Regions from separate parts of the Hordeum vulgare genome. Here region 2 is linked to region 1. A link is a contact called in public Hi-C data. All regions are on one chromosome and are shown on one strand. Each heading gives the region's core, a stretch centred on a gene start, on an enhancer-like site or on the middle of the called end of the contact. The rest is flanking DNA. Distances are from core to core; before and after follow the strand shown.

Region 1 (3,784 bases), core at 946-3,445:
GATGGTGTTTGGTCCTTGGAAATTTCTTGTAAATCGCTTTTATCTTGGTTATTTTTTTCGCATACGGCCCTATCATCCATCAGTTGGAGACTCTCGTCTCTGAGTCTGGGGTAGCTCTCCCAGTTTAATTTGCAACTCCTCTCCTCTACATGTTGTGGCATATCAAAATCTGATGCGCAGTTACAGATACCTTGGCAAATGTTGCAGCTCTGTACTGAAGATGGTTTCTCTGCATGCCCTGGCACATTGCTCTCATGCAATTTTGCTTCCTGTGACGCAACGTTCTTTGTCATATAGTTATTACTGCCTTCTTTGCATGATGCTTCCATGTGGAGATTGCCCATTTTCATGACATTGCATTCGCTGAGTATCACATGGGTCCTGCTCGTTTTCGTGATAGCGCCTTCGCTGAGTATCACCTGGGTCCTCTGTTGATGCTTTCTGCTTGTGCAGTGATTCTCGAAATGGGCTTTAGAGATACATTTGACCTGGCACATAGCGCAATCCCATTCCGAGGATGGTGTTTGGTCTTTGGAAATTTCTGGTGGACTGTTTCCCTCTTGGTTGATTGTTTCGCAAAGGGTCCGAACATTCAGTTGGTGTCTTTCATCTCTGAGGTGGTTCTCCGAGTCTAAGTCACGGTTCATTTTCTCCACATGTAGCGGTCTGCTGTCCTTGTTTAAGTTTGCTTTCAGAGACTCAGAATTGATTTCCTTGTTATTGCTTTCTTCGAATAAAGCTTGAATCTTCTTTAAGTGCCTTTTACCCTTCAGGTGGATCTCAAGATCTGATTCGGTGCCACACATAACTTGACAAATGCTGCAACCTGCTAAAGGTGGCTTCTGATAACCAATGGCCTTAATGCTTGATTCCAGTGTTGCTATATTTGACTGGTGCTTCTTCCCAGCACAATGCTTCTGCGCAGAGTTTGCTTCTACCTGGCACACCGGGCAACTCCATCTCACGGGTGGCTTCTTTCTTTTTCTGGGACTCATGGGTGGCTTCGGCTTCTTAACTGGTATGGTTATTCCTGTCAGTTCCCACTTCTCCGCAGGCGACGCTTTATTTGGAGGAACATTCTGTTTGATATGCAGTTAGATTAGACCATTAGTATGTAGTACTTCTGAAAACAAGGAAGGTAGAGTTTCTTCTGATTTTTCAATGCAGTTTGAATACACCATTAGCAAGTAGATTTATGAAAACATTTCGAGTAAACACAATGGACAAGCTGCTCACCTCACTGGGATCCTGCAGTTTCGGTTCATCAAATGCTGGGTTATGTTCACCCGAATTAACCCTGCATTTGCACGGGTTCCAGCATTTTTCCGCGCGATCTTCTGTGACGGGATTCCAAAATCTGGGCTCTGCACTCTTCCTTCCACAGTTGTTTGGTAGCTTCACATCATTTTCCTCACCCACGTCGGCGTAGTTTTCCCAGCCGAAGACGGGTCCTCTGTGCGGCGGCATGCTGTCCCGGGGCATCGGCGTGCTGTGGTGACCGGACACAGAGCGCAGGGCCATGGCGCACTCTATCTTGGCCAGCTCGGCCATGATGATCTCCTGGCGAAGGCGGTCCTTCTGGAGCTGCCACAGCAGGGCGTCCCTCATAACCAGCATTGCGTCTCCTGCACCAGCGATGGGACCAGATAAGTAGCAGAATCCTACTCCTATTGTTCTTGTTTTCTTGAACACGTTTTCTGCATCTGACTAGAGGAACCGTGAATCGGATAAAGTAGGATCGACAGGTTGCATTTGTTTTTGACGAGAGGACAGACAAGCTGGGCAGAATCTTCAATCTTGTGACCCCCGGGCAAATCAAACCACACCTAGTCTGTTACCACTTCTACAAGGCGCGGATCAAGTAGAACAGTCCCAGTACCATCGTTCGTCTGATGTCTAGAGGATTTCGCATACAGTCGCAGTCAGAGACGGGAGAAAAGGAGGGTAAAGTCCATCTCTGTTCAGTTGCTTCCTACGGAGTACTAACGCGGCAGAGGTGGCGGGCGGCACATACCGTGCGGCGGAGGGTCGGGGCAGCGGTGGTCGTCGGTGGCTGGGCCGCGGCGGGCGAACTCCATCGGGGTGGGTCCCTCCCGGGGAGCAGAGCAGCGACAGGAGCCAGAGGCGGGGGGACTGGTGGGGTGTTTCGGCGAGGAGAGCACGGGGAAGCGCGTGAGAAGGAGGGGCGTTGCAAAGGCAAAATGTGGGAGACAAAACTTTGAGTGGTCGCGTTTGGGCCCCGTATAGTATCGTACTCCGTATTTATTAGTCTTCATAATATAAGTTTTGTCCCAAGTTAAAGTATCTTTATTTTAATCAAACTTATAGAAAAAACTATAATACCAAATCAATAGTGTTAGATTCATTATGAAATGTAGTTTCGTAGTGTGTGTGCATATATATATATATATATATATATATATATATATATATTTCGTTTTGTACATGTTGATATTTCTTAATATAGGCTTGAACAAATTTTGTTGAATTTGACTTGATACAAATCTAATACGCAGAATAAGAATGACACTTCTTTTTTTTTCGGTTTATAAGACCCATCTTAAAATTATTTGTTTTTCTTGTTTCATTAGTCTCGTTTTGTCGGAGCGACGATCCTTGGGTAGTCCCAAGACGACGAGCTGGACGGGGCACGTGCCTAGGCCGGCTGCCTCGGCTCGCGCTTGTGCCCGGCTGTTCGAAATCAACTCTGGTGTCACATCTAACCTAACGCGAAAGAAAAGGCCATCCCTTTGTCACTATTGCTGATAATTTGTGTATTGTTCATCCGTCATACATCGTCATTCATAGTACCCTTTGTCCTGTGGGTGTCAACTGTTAAAAGACCCTGGAGGGCCTCTTGCCTCGAAGAGGCTCACGGACGCTTCATTTTCTTCCACGTAGTGTAACACCCCAAATTTTTTGACACAATTTTATTTATTGAATTTGGCCAGGATTATTCTGAAATTTTTTATTTCTGAGTTTTCTTCTGATTTCAGAGCTTTTCCTATTCTTACTTTTATGAAAAACTCTATCTATGAGCTAGAGCTTCTTAAAAAATTACTTGTGGCTTGGGTGTTGACTAAATATTTTTCTATTGCAGAGAAGGCTCTTTCTATAAATATTATCTTCCAATTCTATTTATTCAAAACTGTTTTTTTATTTCCTAAGGGTCCAGTTTTAAACTGCAACCACCTGTTAACTTCTTCTAAAAATTCCACAATAAATTTTACAATTACCTACTATACTTCTGGATCAATTTTATATAATTATATAGCCAAGTGTTTTGAAAAGTTTAAGTAAATTAATTGATTTTTCTTTCTGGTCCAATTGTAGATTTGTACTACAACCTATTATTAAAAGCCTCCAAAAATCCTATCAAAATTTGTAGTGGTCAAGGGATTCATATAAATGAGTTTCATGCAAAAATATATATTGGTATTTTGAAAAATTTGAGCACCACTTCTTGTTTTATGTTCTGGACCAGATTGGCATTTTGTACTGCATCCGCACTATTTTCTTTCCCAATGACCTTGAATTTTTTTATACTTATAGTACACCATATAAAACCCTTAAGTATCAAATTTCAGCCCCATTGGAGTTGTTTTGACCCCTGTTGCATTATCATCTTGTTTTTGTTCAGAAATGGACTTTTGCTATAATTGCATTATGAAGTTGTTTGGTTGCTAAATCTAACCATACCACATTTTTTTGCATCCAAGGAGACTCCTATATGGTAATTCTTGTGGCTAGCAAGTGCTCCTAGATGCCATTGGCATTTTGTCAA
Region 2 (3,784 bases), core at 382-2,881, 570 kb before region 1:
AAGGTGAAAGGCAGCCACGGCACTGACGGACACCGGGAAAAAGATGCAAGAACATTTCAAATAAATGAGACTCACCCAAGGATGGAATAAATGAGACTCGCCCAAGGATGGATGATCGACTGCCCGTCACTGTAAACTGAACCGTATAACAAGGACAAGAATGGGATGGACACGAACAGCTAATCCCGAGAGAAACAAGGAATGCCAGCTCGAGGGATCAGTTGGAAAAACTCCGTTCTACAACTACTAGTATCATACTGCTAGATCCAGTTGAGAGAAGGGTAGAGAGCCACGCACACACACATGTAGGAAGCATAAACAAAAGAAGGCTCGCGGAGGGGACAGGACAAAGCAGAAAATGGTAGGGATAGAAACAGCACGCACAGCCTAGCACTCTGCACTTCCCAAGAACCGATAGTCAACTCACGCAACGACTCGAAATGAAGCAGCCATGTTTTGGAGCAGAACTATTTTTATGGTGCATCAGAAATCGACACAGGGGGCTACTGGTACTAACCAAGATCCAAGCACAATGCCAGGCACAAAGCTCCACGTGAATAAGCCGAAAGGAGACGGAGAGATTGGTATGGTTACTGGACAAGTATGACATGTCGGAATAAGAACGTGGTGGTGCGAGAACAGCGGTTCCCGAATGACCGCCATTCTAGAAGCTCTGCTCTTCCAACGGGAGGAGTAAATGAGCTTGCAAGAACCTCGCCGGAAGGCGGAAGCACCAACAGAAGAAAGAAGACGATGGTTTCTTTCGGTGGCAAGAGTCTGACGGGGTAACGCGCCTAGCTTATGGAGTATAGAGCAACAAGGAAGGAGATAGACAAGAAGAGGTTCTGCAGTCCGCCATGAACCGGAGAAGCGGCGGCGCGACCAAGAAAGAAACGTAAGACAACCAACAGCGCATGGGAAGGGAAAACCCGCCCGCGGTTTGAGCGGGAAGGAAGCAACGACGGGGATGGACGGGAGGAGAAGAGAAGAAGGAAAGAGGGTCACTGACCTGACGTCGGCGCCGCCGGACTGGAAGGCGTCCGGCTTGGAGCCCAGCTTCATGAACTTCATCTTCTCCTTCCCTTCCTCCCTCCCTCTCCGGCCGCCTCTAGCTCCCTCCCTCCCTTGCCTTTTCCTCCCCGGAAGAAGAAGAGGAACTCACTGCCTGTCGCTCACTCAGGCGGCTGGGTGCTTTCTCCTTCTTCCCATGCACTTCCTTGCCACCCCGGGACGGCGCGAGAGAGAGAGAGCAGAGAAGCAGCGGGAAGCACTGCAGAGCACGGACGAAAAAAACCACCCAGCAGACTACAGAGCAGCACGCAGCGGCAGCAGGGGAAGAGAGAGAGAGAGAGGGGAGGCGCGGTTGGGTTGGTGCGGGGGAGGATTAAACGCAGCAGCAATTAAAGAAGGGGGATATGGAGGAGGCGGCAATGATGGTGATGCCGTGGCGTGTGAATCATGGTGCGCTATTATCAACGGAGCTCCTCCTCCTCCTCGGCCGCTCTGCTCTGCTCTCTGCGACTGCCAAAGCCGCCTCCCTGCTGCGTGCTCCGTCGCAATGTCAATGACTCAACGTGGTGCGGCTCTCCAGGACGTAGCAGCAGTATCTCTCTCCCTCCCTCTAGCCTTTTCCTTCGCTTGGACGCACTGGTGAAAATACGTTAAAAACTCGCTCCCAGGCCAGGCTGCTGCTGGCGCCGCACCATGGAAACCAACCAACCAACCAACCACACGGCTCGCCCTTTTTGCTGCGGCACAGGCGCGACGATACTTTTGGGGCTAGGAAAAGGGCGTAGTATTTTTCGCAGTTTGATCGCGAAAAGGATTAGCCGGGCTAATTATCCGTTTTAGTCTTTTGATGGCGCGGCAGAACTTTACAGGGAAACGGGTGGGGTGGGGTGGCGCGCTCCTGTCCGTCGTGTGTGTGTGTGTGGCTGTGTGGTGGGGAGTAGAAAAGGAAATATGCAAAACAAAGGAAAAGAGAGAATGGTGCAGCAAACAATCTAACCTGCGCGCAGCGTTTCACAGCGGCAGGAGCAGGAGCAGCGCGGCACAGGTCGCTTTCTGTGTGCGGCGCGCGCCAGCTTCCCAGACGGAACATGCCCAGTGACAACATTTACTGCAGTAGCGCTCAGGCCCGGTGGTAGGAGTATATCCGTTCCCTGTTGTATTAACAGATACTGTACTTCCTACTTAATAAAAGTTAGTGAAACCAATATCGTTCTGTCTTTTCTTGACCTTTTCAAGGGTGAAAAGCCCGACTTTTGCTTGAGCGAGGAGCACCGGGGGGGGGGGGGGGGGGGTCGGGCGCGTCGCCCGCGGGCGAAATAAACTTTTGAAAAAACGCACCGCAGGATCATCCGGCCGTATCAGAACAGCACTAGGTTAAATTTTATCATCAGAATCAACAAAAGGCGGGCAGCACGACGATCCGTCCGTCCGTCCATAGCCCTCGGTTTGTCACGCATTCCCACCGCGGAAGCGCGCCACGCTCGCCCGCCACCTTTCCGCCCCCTCGCCCTTTCCGATCCTGCCCTCGCCGTTCCGCCGGCCGCCCGGCGCGCACGCGGCGCTTTCTTTCTCTCTGCGCTCCGCCGCGCGCCCCGACGATACGTGTCCGCGCCCCGTCCGTCCTATGTGTCCTGCTCCGGCGCCCTCCGTTAGGCTCATTTGGTTAAGGAGGATTGGAGAGGTTTAGAGAGAAAAATTTCCGAAAGGGTCAGAAACCCTACAAATCCTCGAACGTCCATGTGTTTCAAAACCCTCCTGAAATAACTAGTAAAAGCAAAGCCCGGAAATCTAAGAGGATTGGATGAAAGAAAGGGATTCACCCAATCCCGTAAAATCCCTGCCTTTCAAAACCTTCCCAATCCCCCCAACCAAACAGGCCTTAAGAAAAAGGCTTGGAGGCGGCGGTCCAATGGGCGTGCGCGAACCGGACAGGGACGACGAGGCAACTGTTTGTGTGCTTCGGGCGCGCGCGCGGGGGGTGACGGTGTCAGCTGTCAGGTCGATCGCGCGGGGGCTTTTGCTTTGTTATTAAAACGGGGGAGAGCATCCCGGTCAAACGACGGGGGGCGGTTAACTTTGTGGCTAAACAAATCACCACCCTGCGGGCTTTGCAAAAGTCATTCATCCATGACTAGATGCTCGCTACTTTGTGGACTGCCAGAACACCTGCGTGGAAAGGGCTACGTCTTTCCTGAGTTCGACGGTGGAGTCAGGTACATACTCGGCTTAGAGCAATTCGACCCGTATAACTTGCAAAAACTATAAAATAAAAGCTACTTCAACGATGCCGGGTCATTTTGTCCACCCGCGTCTGTTTGGGTTGGTACGGATAGAAAATTCGGCTCAACGCACCATCTAAACAGATGCGCGTCTGCTTTTTGTCTGCCGGTCAATCCATTCCCGACCTAATTTTGGGCCTCATTTGCGTCGGTGCGGACACAAAACAGACGCGCGCAGTGCCCGTCTATTCCTCCCCCTGGCCCACTAGTCGATGGCACTTTCGCCATCCTCTCCCACCCAAGACAACAAGCCCTCGCCGTCGACGCTCGTCGTTGTCGCCGCCCATTTTTTGGGTGCCTCTCCGAGCAGCCAATGCCACCTCCCACGTCGTTGCCACCATCGTTTCGCCGATGCAGATCCAATTCTTCCCGGCTCCAACTCCCGCACGCCGCCGCAAGCAGGGAGACGCCTCGCCGCCACGCATCCAGGCCAACCACCTGGTCCAAGGGAGGCACGCCTCCCTTCGCCGGTTGGCTCCTTCGTCGACGCCTGC

The links. Hi-C and Micro-C count contacts between places; a contact is called where the count stands out from the background.
Region 2: a contact with region 1 is called in a Hi-C map of leaf, with 4 times the contacts expected there. The contact joins the promoter of LOC123398090 here to the promoter of LOC123398061 in region 1. A contact is called at or near these places in 2 of 6 Hi-C or Micro-C datasets (leaf and seedling).

The regions. Positions count from the first base shown.
Region 1 is chr5H:443,364,449-443,368,232 of MorexV3_pseudomolecules_assembly, reverse strand. LOC123398061 reads right to left here and starts at 2,195. Exons shown (of 3, transcript XM_045092572.1): 1 at 2,015-2,195; 2 at 1,237-1,625; 3 at 1-1,079. The coding sequence starts at 2,078.
Region 2 is chr5H:443,934,105-443,937,888 of MorexV3_pseudomolecules_assembly, reverse strand. It overlaps LOC123398090 (BTB/POZ domain-containing protein NPY1), which reads right to left and starts at 1,631. Exons shown (of 4, transcript XM_045092596.1): 1 at 1,010-1,631. The coding sequence starts at 1,071.